3 separate regions of the Sus scrofa genome follow, and regions 1 and 2 are each linked to region 3. The links are chromatin contacts, called in public HiChIP or PLAC-seq maps. All regions are on one chromosome and are shown on one strand. The core of a region is the stretch at or near the end of the contact, and the rest is flanking DNA. Distances in the headings are between cores, read along the strand shown.

Evidence for each region. HiChIP or PLAC-seq counts read pairs in DNA pulled down with a chosen protein or histone mark.
Region 1: an H3K27ac HiChIP or PLAC-seq map of skeletal muscle shows a contact between it and region 3. The contact joins the enhancer-like site here to the promoter of FAM72A in region 3. A contact is called at or near these places in 1 of 5 promoter capture datasets (liver), 5 of 47 Hi-C or Micro-C datasets (heart right ventricle, liver, psoas muscle and 1 more) and 2 of 2 datasets of contacts at active chromatin or transcription factors (alveolar macrophages and skeletal muscle).
Region 2: a contact with region 3 is called in an H3K27ac HiChIP or PLAC-seq map of alveolar macrophages. The contact joins the enhancer-like site here to the promoter of FAM72A in region 3. A contact is called at or near these places in 1 of 5 promoter capture datasets (fetal skeletal muscle), 4 of 47 Hi-C or Micro-C datasets (alveolar macrophages, liver, omental adipose tissue and 1 more) and 1 of 2 datasets of contacts at active chromatin or transcription factors (alveolar macrophages).

The regions. Positions count from the first base shown.
Region 1 is chr9:66,959,821-66,964,434 of Sscrofa11.1, forward strand. The region is part of intron 3 of SRGAP2 (SLIT-ROBO Rho GTPase-activating protein 2); the gene reads left to right. Among named protein-coding and RNA genes, the nearest start is that of FAM72A, 120 kb to the left of the region's middle. Within about 2 kb of position 2,096, at least 28 of the 83 cell types and tissues checked have an H3K27ac peak or open chromatin away from gene starts, as enhancers often do. A contact at or near this core is called in liver and skeletal muscle, where this site is marked.
Region 2 is chr9:66,922,297-66,926,811 of Sscrofa11.1, forward strand. All of the region lies in intron 2 of SRGAP2 (SLIT-ROBO Rho GTPase-activating protein 2), which reads left to right. Among named protein-coding and RNA genes, the nearest start is that of FAM72A, 85 kb to the left of the region's middle. Within about 2 kb of position 2,280, at least 11 of the 83 cell types and tissues checked have an H3K27ac peak or open chromatin away from gene starts, as enhancers often do. A contact at or near this core is called in alveolar macrophages and liver, where this site is marked.
Region 3 is chr9:66,836,642-66,841,307 of Sscrofa11.1, forward strand. It overlaps FAM72A (protein FAM72A), which reads right to left and starts at 3,139. Exons shown (of 5, transcript XM_021063305.1): 1 at 2,432-3,139. It overlaps SRGAP2 (SLIT-ROBO Rho GTPase-activating protein 2), which reads left to right and starts at 1,426. Exons shown (of 23, transcript XR_002335789.1): 1 at 1,426-1,582; 2 at 3,349-3,957.

The sequences.
Region 1 (4,614 bases), core at 846-3,345, 120 kb after region 3:
TTGGTTCCTCATGGTTCCTAGTCGGATTCGTTAACCACTGCGCCTCAACGGGATCTCCGACAGTTGGGTCCTTTTCGGAAGAGTTGGGCAGTCTCCTCACATGGATGAAAGAGGGTGGATAGAAGAGATACAAGGCAGTTTGGGGGACCATCAAGACAGAGGGGTGGCCTGTCTTTTGAACAGAGAAAGAATTCATATGAAATCTCTTTGGAAGGCTTTGTGGCTTAGCAGAAAAAAACCGAGAGCTTTATTCCAGACACATTTGGATCTGCCACTTACAGCTGTGTGACCTTGACCAAGTCTCTTAACCTCGTCTCACTTCAGTTTTCTCATCCGTGAAATGTGGAGAGTCACGCTTGCCTTGAAGAGTTGTTCTAAAGATGAGATATAATACATAGAAAGCATCAGCCTAATGCCTGTAACTTACTAGATGCTCAAAAAAATAGTAGCTGATGTAATTATCATCACTGCAGAAGGTGATTGTCAAGATCACAGGTTCTGGAACCAGATTTCCTGGGCTTGTGATCCTGAATTTTCTACCTACTAGCTGTGTGAAATTTTTTTTTTTTTTTTTTTTTTTGTCTTTTTGTCTTTTGTCTTTTTGTTGTTGTTGTTACTATTTTTTGGGCCGCTCCCGCGGCATATGGAGGTTCCCAGGCTAGGGGTTGAATCGGAGCTATAGCCACCGGCCTACGCCAGAGCCACAGCAACGCAGGATCCGAGCCGTGTCTGCAACCTACACCACAGCTCACGGCAACGCCGGATCGCTAACCCACTGAGCAAGGGCAGGGACCGAACCCGCAACCTCATGGTTCCTAGTCGGATTCGTTAACCACTGCGCCACGACGGGAACTCCTGAAATTTTTTTTTTTTTTAAGGGCTGCATATGGAGGTTCCCAGGCTAGGGGTCAAATCAGAGCTGTAGCCACTGGCCTACGCCACAGCCACAGTCATACCAGATCCGAGCCACGTGTGTGACCTACGCCATAGCTCATGGCAACGCTGGATCCTTAACCCACTGAGTGAGGCCAGGGATCGAAACTGCATCCTTGTGGTTACTAGTCAGATTCGTTTCCCCTGAGCCATGATGGGAGCTCCAAGCCATGTGATTTTAGATGAAGGTTTTTAGTTGCCCCAGTTTTCTTATTGGTAAGTTGTGAGTAATAACAGCATCCACCTTGTGAAGTTGTTATGCTGATTACATGAGTTAATGTATGGGAAGCCCCTCGGACAGTGCTTGACCCAGAATAAATGTAAGTAGCTGTGGCAGTTTTTCTTGTCCTCGGGAGTTGGGACCAAATATAGCTATACGAGTTAAAACCCTGGCGAATTAGACTCACCATTTATTCCCCTGCAGAGTTAAGCATTCTTAAGCCTGGCCTTAGGTAATAGAATGTCTGTCTCCATTTTCTTCGGTGACTCCCATGGGACCTCACGAATGACAGGCCCTCTTCCTGCCTCTTGATTTTTCTGATATGGCTGCATTGGGAGGAAATCTGTAATTATGTGACTCTCTATAATTGTATGTCCAGTTCTTATAAAAACTCAGCAATTGTGTGTTTTGTCCTCTAAGCGGGCTTAGTCACAAGGTGTCATGAACTACCTTGAACCAGGTATTTAACCCTGGCGTGTTATTTTTAGATCCAGGCTCATCATCGTCCAGAGGAGGTAATTTGTCTCTCCGTCACCCTCTGATGTCCTTGTCCTCACGGAATTAATAGTTAGTACTAATTGCCAAATCATTAAAGGCACCGTGTGGAGGTCCAGAGGTCCCCACTGCACCCTGGGCGAATAAAATAATACACGTCGTGTTCAGCCTCCTGCAGGGGCCACCATCAAGACCAGCAGGCCAGGGCAGCACAAATCTCAGTGATGAGCCTAACAGACTGTGGTTTACGGGGTTGTTTGTCTCAGGAGGCCAAACAGAAAGCTTCCAAGCTTCTGCGTAAATGGCTTCATATTATCCTTTTAGGGCAGAGAATGATAGAGGGCAGACTGGGAGCAAAACATGCTTTTTATGCACAGTTGGGAGGATGTTGGAGGCTGGGGGCTTCCTGTGTCTCACAGGCTCTGCCGCTGGAATGTCAGCAGACACACCTCAGGCTTTCAGCTCGCGGGAGCCCTGGTGACCGTGTCCCTTAACTACAGTGCTGGGCACAGGGGAACTTTTAAGTATTCATTTCCTTGGCTCTTGTAAGCCCCTCATAATTCCACAGTAGACACAGGAAGCAATGTGAGGCGGGTTTGCAGGATCTTTTCCTTCTCAGGAATTCATAGCCAATTAAGTGAATTGACTTTGATCCAGTTCTCTTTTAAAGGCAGAAGCCATGTCATCTTTATTGGGAGCTGACTGTGGTAAGTGGGAGGGTTTACAAGATAAGAAGAAAAGACAGTCTCTTCCGTGAGGACTCTCATAATTGAAACGGGGAAAATCAGACAGGCTGGGAGAGAATAATAAGCACACATGTGCGCATGGGCACACGGATCTAAAAATAGGACCCCGTGTAAAGCAGGGTTCGGTCGTCACTGGGAAGCAGGGGGAAGAAGGTAGAGGGCTCGGGAGCGCTCACGCTTGGCTCTGCCAGGGGAGGTTAAGGATCACAGTTATGCTCTCTATTAGATTTCGTCCCAAGTTAATTGAAATAAAGACTTTCATGTCTAATTTCTGTACTTCACCGAAGTATCAGGCTCTGAAGAGAAACAGAGTCGTGTGCAAAGAGCCCAGGGTTAAGGAAAGACTCAGGGAGAATGAGAAAAAAAATAGGGTTTTGGGTTTTTCAGAGTTGAAATCCGTCTCGCCATCTCCTGTCCTGCTATACCCCCACTGATGATTGGATCAGTGCCCCGCGGGTTTTAATTCAAGGAGGATCAATGAGCACAGCTCTTCTTCTTAACATAGTTTGGGTACAGCTGGTTAAAGAACCAGGATTAGAAAATGAATCGAACAAACTAGGATTATCTTCAACGGGAGGATGCTGAGCCGTGTTTGCCGATTCCTGCTTAAGCAGTTGGGACAGGGCATCCTTGCATGAAATTCAGACATCCCTCCCTGGCAGCCTCTGTGTTAAAGTAGAGGTTGCAGAACAAGTCTGGCAGCTCTCAGCCTGAACCCTTGTAAACAACAGATGTTCAGAACCAAGTTCTGGGGGTGGGGTGGGGGTTTCTGTTGATGCTTGAAATTCTTTGCATTTATAAGGCAGCATCTCGAGGATTTAGCAAAGGAGGAAGTTGTGCAGAATTGATGCTGCAGCGTACAGGTGGAAATGATGCCTCAGACATTTCCTTTGGAGGACAAAGCACAGGCATTGAGTGGACAATGAATGGAATCAGATCCACCTAGGAAGTCAGGCACAATTAAGAAAGATTTGGCTTCTTAGATTTATTGATTTTCTGCTCTTCTCACCACCCCGCCTCTTTATACATGGACTGGATTTGCCAGCCACCTCTTTGCTCTGTTCTCTCTGGTCCTGGATAGAAATGTGTGCCCTTACCTACCACCAAGTCCCCCCCCCCCCCCCCGCCGACACACACACACACACACACACACACACACACGCCGCACTCATGCACACACTCAGGCAGGCATGCCCACGCTCTTCCCGGAGCACCTTCTGAAGCCATTCAGGAATTTCTAATACAGATTAACTGGTATTGTTAGGAGCTTTGTCTTGGATGCTAACCTGATTCTGGTACATTCTCAGTATTTGTCTTGCCAGGTCTTCAATACATCACTAATTGGAAGTGAGTGAAGGTAACATGGCTTATAAAGAATTCAGTGCTGGAAGTTCCTGTGTGGCACAGCAGCTTAAAGATCCAGTGTTGCTGCAGCTGTGGTACAGGTCACAGCTGTGTCACAGATTTGATCCCTGGCCCAAGAACTTCCACAAGCCAGGGCCTTGGCCAAAAAAAAAAAAAGTTTAATTCAGTGCTGCCTCTTTTATTAACCCTCACCCCACTCCCAGCCCCCCAATACACATACTGAATTTCCAGACAGAGGATGAATGAATTGGAAATTTACTTTACAGCATGGTTCAGGGAAGCCATATGGAAAAAATACATAGTACATCTCTAGTAGAAAAAATACATGTACATCTCTAGAAGGCTTTTTTTGTTTGTTTTGTCTTTTTGTCTTCCATGGCATATGGAAGTTCCCAGGCTAGGGGTCGAATCGGAGCTCTAGCTGCCGGCCTACACCACAGCCACAGCAATGCAGGATCCAAGCCACATCTGTGACCTACACCATAGCTCATGGCAATGCTGGATCCTTAATCTACTGAGCGAGGCCAGGGATCGAACCTGCGTCCTCATGGATGCTAGCTGTGTTCGTTAACCTCTGAGCCATGACGGGAACTCCCTTAGTAGCCTTTCTTGATACCAAATTAAAGAGACTTTAGAAAAGTTCTAACCTTTTAATCAGATGAAAAAGGATGTATCAGGTCTGGGCCTGTTTTTGAGCCATTCTAGCCAGGAAGAATTGGCTTGAAAATCTTTAATAAGATTTTTTGGGAGTTACCGTCGTGGTGCAGTTGAAACGAATCCGACTGGGAACCATGAGGTTGCAGGTTCGATCCCTGGCCTTGCTCAGTGGGTCGGGAATCCGGCGTTGCGGTGAGC
Region 2 (4,515 bases), core at 1,030-3,529, 85 kb after region 3:
TCTCCATCACATGAGGTACCAGCAGATCTTATGGTTTTGTATCTATGCCATTCCTTAAGGTCTCTCTAGGAATTTGGGGTTGGGAAGGGAGATTGATTCTGAGGGAAGATATAGAGAAACTTGCACTAAAACCTGGGCTTTTGGGGGGTTTTGGTTAGGTTTTGTGGGGTTTTTTGCTTCTTAGGGTCACACTTGTGGCATATGGAGGTTCCCAGGCTAGGGATCCAGTTGGAGCCACGGCTGCTGGCCTACACCACAGGCACAGTAATGCCAGATCCAAGCCATGTCTTCGACCTACACCACCACTCACGCAACGCTGGATCCTTAACCCACTGAGCAAGGCCAGGGATTGAACCCTCCATCTCATGGTTCCTAGTCAGATTCATTAACTACTGAGCCACGACGGGAACAACAAACCTGGGCTTTTTTGAGATGCAGTCCATTGGTAAGATTCCTCCCTCCCACCCTTCCCTGGCCCACAGAACACGAAGTCCACATGTTTCTCTTTTTTTTTTTTTTTGTCTTTTGTCTTTTTTTTTTGTTGTTGTTGTTGTTGTTGCTATTTCTTGGGCCGCTCCCGCGGCATATGGAGGTTCCCAGGCTAGGGGTTGAATCGGAGCTGTAGCCACTGGCCTACACCAGAGCCACAGCAACGCGGGATCCGAGCCGCGTCTGCAACCTACACCACAGCTCACGGCAACGCCGGATCGTTAACCCACTGAGCAAGGGCAGGGACTGAACCCACAACCTCATGGTTCCTGGTCGGATTCGTTAACCACTGCGCCACGACGGGAACTCCACACATGTTTCTCTTAACCCCGCTTCTCCCCTTCTTCTGCTTCAAGAATCTCACATATGATTTTTGGCATATTTGGTATAATTTTAGTTAGTTTCTCAAGGTGTTACCTTACTGTTAACCCTCTTACCCCAGAGAGCATTCTGAAACTTTTTTTTTTTTGGCCATGCCTGCAGCATGTGGAAGTCCCGGACCAGTGATCAGACCCATGCCACAGCAGCAACCTGAGCTGCTGCAGTTTTAACACCATATCTTTAACCCGCAGCATCACAAGAGAGCTCCCTGAAGCACTTTTCTGTACCACTGGCATGATACTTTCTAATTCTGGACAGGAACTTTCTAGAAGCATTTAAGTGAAGAAATTGATGGGAAAGCCTTTTGAAACTCAGACTCCAGGAAGAGATGGTTAGGCTGCATCACTCTCTTCATTACCCACCTTCATTCCCAGAAAAACACAGCCAGAGCATCACTGTCGAGTTGTTTCACTGGGGGGGACGTAGTTCTCTCTTGGCTCAGTTGGATATTAGGAATATCTGGATCCCGTCTAACTCTGACCTTTGTACCAAGTCCCTCTGTTTATGCTGAGAAGCCCAGTGATGGCATGGTTTTCCACAGGAAGATTGTGGCGTGGCATGGTTTGTTCTAGATGAGGATTTCATCTTATGTACCTGATTTTCAATGTGTTTTAGTTTCAAGAGCTGTTGTGTTATTGCCTCAAATCTCCAAATAGATTTTGAAAACACTGACCAGAGACTTATCCACAGATAGGTTTGACTGTGTTTTTGACTCCCAGATTGTAACCCCTTTACCAAGCAGGTTGTGAAACCAATTCTGTCAACCACTCACTACCTCTTTGGAAATGTAAATAAAATAGCATTTAAAAAAAGGAGGGGGGGATAGAAACTATCAAAGTGCATTGGATGTAGAAAAGGTAAATATTGCATCAATTTTTTTTTTAGTTGTGTGTGTGTGTATTGGGTCACAGTGTAACATGTATTCTCATGATAGGTCATAATCAGAAAAATTAAAACATTGCTTTAGCCTACCCTAAAGTTGTATTTGCTTATTATGAGACTGGTGAAGAGAGAGAAGTGGTGCCTTGGAAGGTGCTAGCTTTGTGAGATAGAAGTTGAAGTTGGGGAGTTCCCATGTGGTGCAGCAGGTTAAGGACCTGGCATTGTCACTGCAGTGACTGGGATCGCTGCTGTGATGTGGGTTCAGTCCTTGGCCGGGGAACTTCCACATACTTCAGGCACAGCCCCCACCCCCACCCCCGCAAAAAAAGAAAGAAAGAAAAGAAAAAAAGTTGACATTGGAATGACAGTTCTTAGTTAAAAAGGAACCTGGATTTGGGCTGATTATTCTTCTATGAAGTTAGACATTATTGCGCCAGAACATTATGCTGTTCAGGTCAACAGGAACTAAGCTGGTTGTTTCTCTCCACACAAAGAGTTGTGCAATTTCCAGTGGGAACTCCCGCTGGAGGTGGAGAGGGAAGGGGAAGGAAGAGGGGAGAAAGAGGTAATTAGGCTGAAGTCCTCATTGTGAGTCTGGCTGCCCCAGGATCTGCACGTAGTTAACTCTGGGGCTTTGTCGGAATCTGCCAAAGATTCGTTGTGGAAGACAGGGAAAGCATAACTCATTTCCATTTATTTCAATTCAACATTTATGCCAACGCTGTGCTAGGTGCTGGGATGTAACAATGAATAAGACATGGTCTCAGACTTGGGGCGCTCCTAGCCTGGCAGCAAAGACAGATGTAAATTGCTAATTACCACACATTGTGTTGAGTGTCATAGTACAGACTGTGTGTAAAATGCTCCGGCATAGAGCTTAGGAATTAGAGGAACTGTGCTCCCAGCCTTTCCTATGGAGAACTCTGCCATTTCATGATAAAGAGCTAGAATAGGGGTTTCTTTTCTAAAAGTTGCAGAAGTCACTCTATTGGAAAGGAAAATGAAATTTCTAAGGGAATGGGGTTCATCCAGTCAGGCTACTGTGTAATTTCATGTCTTTTACTCTAAACATTATGTTCATATTTTCAAAAATATTTTAAAAGGTAAATTTGGACAGAATCTCTGCCTAAAAGTCTGGAGCTGCATTAAATAATTTAAGGTGATTTTCTAGAATGTCCTTTAAAAACCCTGACGACCAAAACAATAGGAACTGGATGTTTTTCTCGGATAGAACCCACAGCACAATGCTTTTACTTTCTCTTTGATGTTTAAAATCGGCAGTAACTTTTGGGGACATATAAAATCATGACTAATTCAACAACAACAACAAAATACAAAGCGGAGTTCCTGTCGTGGTGCAGCGGAAACCAATCTGACTAGGAACCATGAGGTTGCAGGTTCGATCCCCGGCCTGGTTCAGTGGGTTAAGGATCCAGCATCGCCGTGAGCTGTGGTGTAGGTTGCAGACGCGGCTCAGATCCCCTGTTGCTGTGGCTCTGGTGTACGCTGGCAGCTGTAGTTCCGATTCGACCCCTCGCCTGGGAGCTTCCAAAAAAAAAAATACAATGCAAGTTGCAGATCTAGAACCCCAGTCTCCCAAATGCAGGCTAATTTACTCAGCTGCAGGTGGACCAAGCCTGCCCCATAACTGTGGAAACAGACTGAATCAAGAGCAGAGTTTTAATGTCTTTAGTTTGTATTTTATTTGCTTTAGTTTTTTTTGTGTTTGTTTTTTGTGGAGTTTTTTGGTTTTGGTTTTGTCTTTTTTGCCTTTTCTAGGGCCGCACTAGCGGCATATAGAGGTTCCCAGGCTAGGGGTCGAATCGGAGCTGTAGCCGCCGGCCTCCACTACAGCCACAGCAATGCCAGATCCAAGCCGCATTGGTGACCTATCCACAGCTCACGGCAATGCTGGATCCCTAACCCATTGAGGCCAGGGATCGAACCCACAACCTCATGGTTCCTAGTCGGATTCGTTAACCCCTGAGCCACAATGGGAACTCCCTGTTGTTGTTGTTTTGTTTTGTTTTGTTTTTTGTCAGCTGACTTTACTTTGAATTTTGTTCCTGCTGACAAATTGTGAATACACACCCATCTATGGGTTTGAACAGTGGCATGTTTTTTCAGGGGTGTGCAGTGAGATCAGACGGCCTTTTAACTGTACATTCTGAAGCATTTACTTCTTCTTGTCTGTGGGATTGAGTCAAAGCAGCTGGTAAAATCCTTTCCACTTAATTGTTTGAGACGTGGCCTTCAAACGGTGTGAGGTGGGTAGGCAGAGGATAAATACTAATCGCAGTTTCTCAGACAAGGAAAGTGAAACCCAGAAACCCAAATCTCACTCATGCAGATACCCTGCTGCCGCCTCTCATGTCTAAATGATGCTACAGATCTATTCAAAAGATCAGAGCCGGTGGTGGTTTTTTGGCTGATACTTGGACAGCCAGGCTCTTTGTGTTTTGTGGGGCATTTGCATTTTGCTTTCTTTGGAGTATTCAGGTTGAGGGAGCCATTATATGAAGAGTCTCAAAAGCCTTGAACCCTCCAAAAATAAAAAGTCTCACATTTCCTTTCTACTTTGGCTCTCTGTTGGAGTGGAACACTTAGGTCATTAAAAACACTGTAGTTTGCTTATCTAATTTCTACTCCATGTGTTAATGGTTTCCCATTGCTCTGAGGAAAAATTCCGCTCTTCTTCAGACTATTTGCAGTACTCTCCAGGGCTTGACCCCTGCCTCTCGTTTTAATCACTCTCATCTTTTC
Region 3 (4,666 bases), core at 1,889-4,388:
GAGCTATTCCTTTCCTAGTTTGATGCCCCAGGTTAAAAATCAAATTGCGAGGCCTCGAGCTTTTCTAGGCCCTAAAATCGAGAAGGGAATGAGTTCCTTTTCGATTTTCCCGTGGGAGGGTATAAGTAATATTTACTGAACAGGGACGGGAGAAATAGCAACTTTGACTTTCTCTTCAACTTTCGGGCAAGGGAGTGGAGAGGAGACAAAAGGCAAGCTGCCTCGGGAACTTTTCTGCAATATTCCCTTACTCCAGTCTAGAAGGATCCTTTACCCTTTAACTCCCGCCCCTTTGGCAATTCCCTCAGCTTCTCCCGTGTTTTATCTAAACCTTCCCTCTTAAGCCCCTCCCACGGAGAGCTCCAATTCCTCTCTCTGGGATCGCAGGCTAAGCTTTCCTACCCACGCCTCCTCTTTGGAAATCTTTCTCCTCTCCCCAGAATTCAGAAATCTCCTCAGCTTTCCCACTGGAAGGATCCTGGGTGCTTCTTAGGCCTCCCGCGACCCTCCTCTGTTCTGCTCGTTCGCGGGCCCACCGCTTCACTTCTCTCCCCGCAGCCCCCAGCCCTTAGCGTGCGGGCTCTCGCGCGGTTCCTCTCGCGTCTCTCTCCCCTCGGCTCTCCCTCGTGCCCCCCGCAGTCCCCTCAAGTCTCTCCCGAACGGCCGCTCCAGAGCGCGCGGTGGTATGGGTGGGGCGGGACAGAGGTCGCTTTGGGGGCTCAGACGGCGTTGAGGTCTCTGCCACCGATTGAGGTCTCTGCTACCGAACAGGTCGTTTTTTGCTCCCTCTTCCGCTCTCTCTGCCTTTCCAACAGGCTGTCAGTTTGAATTGCCAGCGTCGCGCACCGATTGGGAGAACTAGAGTTTGCCCACGTCCCGCATTGGAAGGCTTGGGAGCCTGCCCCTGGCGAGATCTTAGTGGCTAAGAAACCGTACGCCACGCCCCAGTAACGGTGCCTTGATCCACTCGGCTTTCTGGTTGGCGGATCTTGGCCACGCCCCCGATCCCATTGGTCAGCCCTGGGAGGTTGGGGCAAGACCTACTCCCGCCTCAGTGAGAGAAGCAAGGCACGCCCTTCGCGCTTTTTACTGGAAGACATTCTAAAGGTTCCCGCCGGTCTCTACTCTCTATTGGCTAAAACTCTCCGCAACGCCCCTCCTCTCTACCCCGGTCCAATTGGTCGTGCCTTCTCTCAGGAGTATGTGTTTGGCTGTGGGTTCCATTTTAATCCCGCCCATCAGTTCTACTTTGGGGTTCGGCCACCCTGGGAGGAGCTTACTCTGTGACCACGCCTCGGTAGTGCTAGTCACACCCCCAAGTTTCGCCAGCTCCTCCTCCTCATTCCAGGCCTCTCGGGATCAGCTATTTCTATTGGCTAAGAGCCCCATCGGTCGATAGAAAACGGGTGGTGATTGGCAAGGGGGTGGGCTCTGCTTCCCGGCGGGGTCCTGCGGAGTTGGCGGAGGCTCCTCCGGGGACTAGGGGACCGATCTGCGTAGAAGCGGGTGGCGGGGAAGAGGGGAGGAGAACTCTGTGTGGGAAGCGGAGCCGGGGGCCTGGGACCCGTCGCGTCAGAGCCAGGTAAAGGCTCCTTCCCTCTCCCCTTTTTCTTCCCGGCCGCGGAGCTGGAGCCCTGACTGAACAAACCCGGGCAGGGGCGGGAAGGAGAGGGCGCGGATGCTGCTTTCGGCAACGCTTTAACATTGTCGCTTGGAATATCTCAGACCCCCTCCCCCCATGACCTACTCCCAGTCTCCCAGTGCAGCCCATAATACTACTCAGGACTGCATCTCCGCCTATCACCATACTGCCTAGGACTCTGCGTTGGCTCACATGCAGCCGCGCAGTCCGCACCCAGCCCCCTCCCCAAGTCCTGCACATGGGCAGCCTCGGTCCACCTTTTGGCAACCGTCGGTGGCATCACTTGCAGCCATCAGCTGCCCTCTTACTCTGTCTCCAAGCCCCGGCAGACAGCCCAGTTACAGCCCTGGACCTAGAAGGATGGGTGTTCCGCACTGCTTCCGGGGCTCTTCCCCTGCCCGAGCCCCCAGCCGGACCTGAATGGCTCCTCTTTACGCGCTCCAGTTCCCAGACATATCTGGAACCGCAAAGTTGTTAACATCCTAGCGCTGCGTGTAGCATCGCGGCCCACAATAGTCTCCTAACTTCCCCCCCAGCCCCAGGGTTATCCTCCCTTTGCCCTCTCCCCGCCTATCAAGCGCGTGCAGAAGCTCCAGTTATCCCTGGCTCCCGTGCAGTCTTAGGACCCCACCTCTCACCCCCCTCCTCTCTTCCTGCCGGCCTGAATCACCACGCCGCTTCTGCTCTCCCTTCCTCCCTCAGTGCGGCCCTTTCTTCAGGCGGGGGAAGTGGGAGACTCCCGGCGCGGAAAGGGAACCGGGCGGCCCAGGAGGGAGAGTCGCCGCTTACAGCGCGTCTTGTAGCGAGACTCCCGGCACTACACTCCGCCCTCTTCTCTCCCGCCTCCTGGGCCTGGGTCGAAGCGGAATCTCCTAGGGCACCTCCTGGTGCGAGGAGTCGGGACTGCTGCCCTCACTGGCCTTGCCCTAACCCCCAGCCTGGGATTGGGTGCGGTATCTGAGATCTCTGGGCTTGGGTGACCAATTAGGGGTGGCATTTAGAGTCACTCTTGTCCCTGACTTGGGACAGGCGGCGGCTGCCTTCCGTCCCCCCGTCCCCCACCCCCGCCTTCCCGGTTTTCCCGACTCCGACCCTCGCCTCTAACCAGTTTCCTGCTTCTGCCGACCACATTGTTTTCCTGGATGTGTCCCGTGCCGAGCAGGCTTTTTCCTGCAGATCTACCCCCCCCGCCCCCCCCTGCAACATTTTGCTGCCAAGAGAAGCTAGTAACCAAAAACAAAACAACTGAGAGGAGGGGCGGAGGGGAAGAAAAGTTGTGCCCGGGTGCCTTGTCCCTCCCCGGCTTTGATCCCCTTTGAAGTCCAGGGAGTTGTCCCAGCCCGGGTCGGGGACCGCGTCGGAGGCAGGGCCGGGAGAGTTCCCTCCGGCTGACGCTGCCCAGTTCGGGAGGCCGCCGAGGTGCCGCAGTCCCCGCCCGGAGCCCCGCGTTCCCGCCGCAGTCCCCACCCAAAGCCTGCTAAGGCGGCTGCTCCAAAGTGTTTTTTTTTTTTCAGCCTTAAAACAAAATCCGGAGGGAGCTTCCTTCCTCCCCACCTCTCTGCGCCGGGCTCTGAGGGCCCGGCAGCGTTTGGCCGAGATGAATGGGCCCAGGCCAGCCTGGAAACGGCGTCCCCTACCCCACCCCCGCAGCGATTAGGATCTGCACTGGGGCTGATCGCCCCCTCCCCTTTCCCCTGCATTTACAGGCAAGTGAACCGGAGCAAACGACTTCCGATCCAGTCTACGCTGCTGCGGCTCCCGTTTGGGATTTGATTTGCAGCATCTTCGAGTCTGTGCAACAAAAAACCGCGAAGCACGCCCAGCCCTCCCCCAGCACCCAGAGACGCACCCGCTCCCTCCCGGGGACCCAGCTGGGCGCGTCCACACCCCCGCACCCCCACACCATGTTGTGCGGAAGGACTTCCACTCCCCGCCTGTGTCGTTGATGTCAGACCCCAGGCCAACCTCCGGGCGCTGCAGTTCTCCTGGCTAATGCTGAGGCTGCGGCTTGGGCTCTAGCACAGGAACCGACCAACGCCGCGCCCGGCCCCAGCGCCCACCGACTGCATGTGCCCGCCGTAGTCGCCTGCCCAACCCGCAGCCCGCGCTCCCCGGAGCGCTGGAGACCACCGCGGGGGGCCCCTTCTGCCCGCGGGAGAAGCGATCTTGGAGGTATTGATTTCGGTGGTTGGATTTTCCCCGTGGATCTATCAATTCACAATTCGAATTTGGAAGAAAGAAGGAAAACATGACGTCTCCAGCCAAATTCAAAAAGGATAAGGAGATCATAGCGGAGTACGATACTCAGGTCAAAGGTAAGGGCTTTGAAAAATAACATAATGCATGTGCTCTGTGGACCATTGAGACCTGTATTTCCATGATTTGCAGGATGTTCATTTCTTTGGGTGGAGCAGGTAGGGGGCAGGTGACCCTAGAGGTGGTTTCTTAGGTGAGTCTGAGTCTCTGAGGGATTGTCCATAGCAGGGGCCATAGGATCTGGAAATGAATTTTTGGAGTTGGCTTTAGACTTGTCCTAGGGCTGGCCATTATTTTGGCAGTCCTTTCCTCCAGGCTAAATGGGGTGGGGGAGGGGCAGGAGGTTCTTGGAGAGAGAAAGGCGGCAATTTGCCTCTGGGTGCCTGGGTCTGGTTTCCTTGAAGGACAGCTGAAATCTGACAGGTGTTTGGGAATTTATTTCAGAGGTGGAAGAGGAGTCCAGGCAGGAAAAGGCATACCGTGGAGAAGGTGTACCATTTGGAGAGCCCTGGGGGAGGCAGGGTTTTTTGGGTTTTTTTGGTTTTTTTCCTGATGCACTAGATCAAAACATGACATTTGCTATGGCATCAGACCCAGAAAGTCTGTGGCCACCTTGGGTGGACCTTGTACCTGCCTGGTCTCTGGCTGTCTGCATTCAGTCAGAAGTCAGAGAACCGAAAGAATAAGGTCACTCACACCCCGTCTCCGCCCTCACCTAAACCTGAATGGAACTGGGATGTTGCTGGGTGGTGCTGATTCTGGAGACTG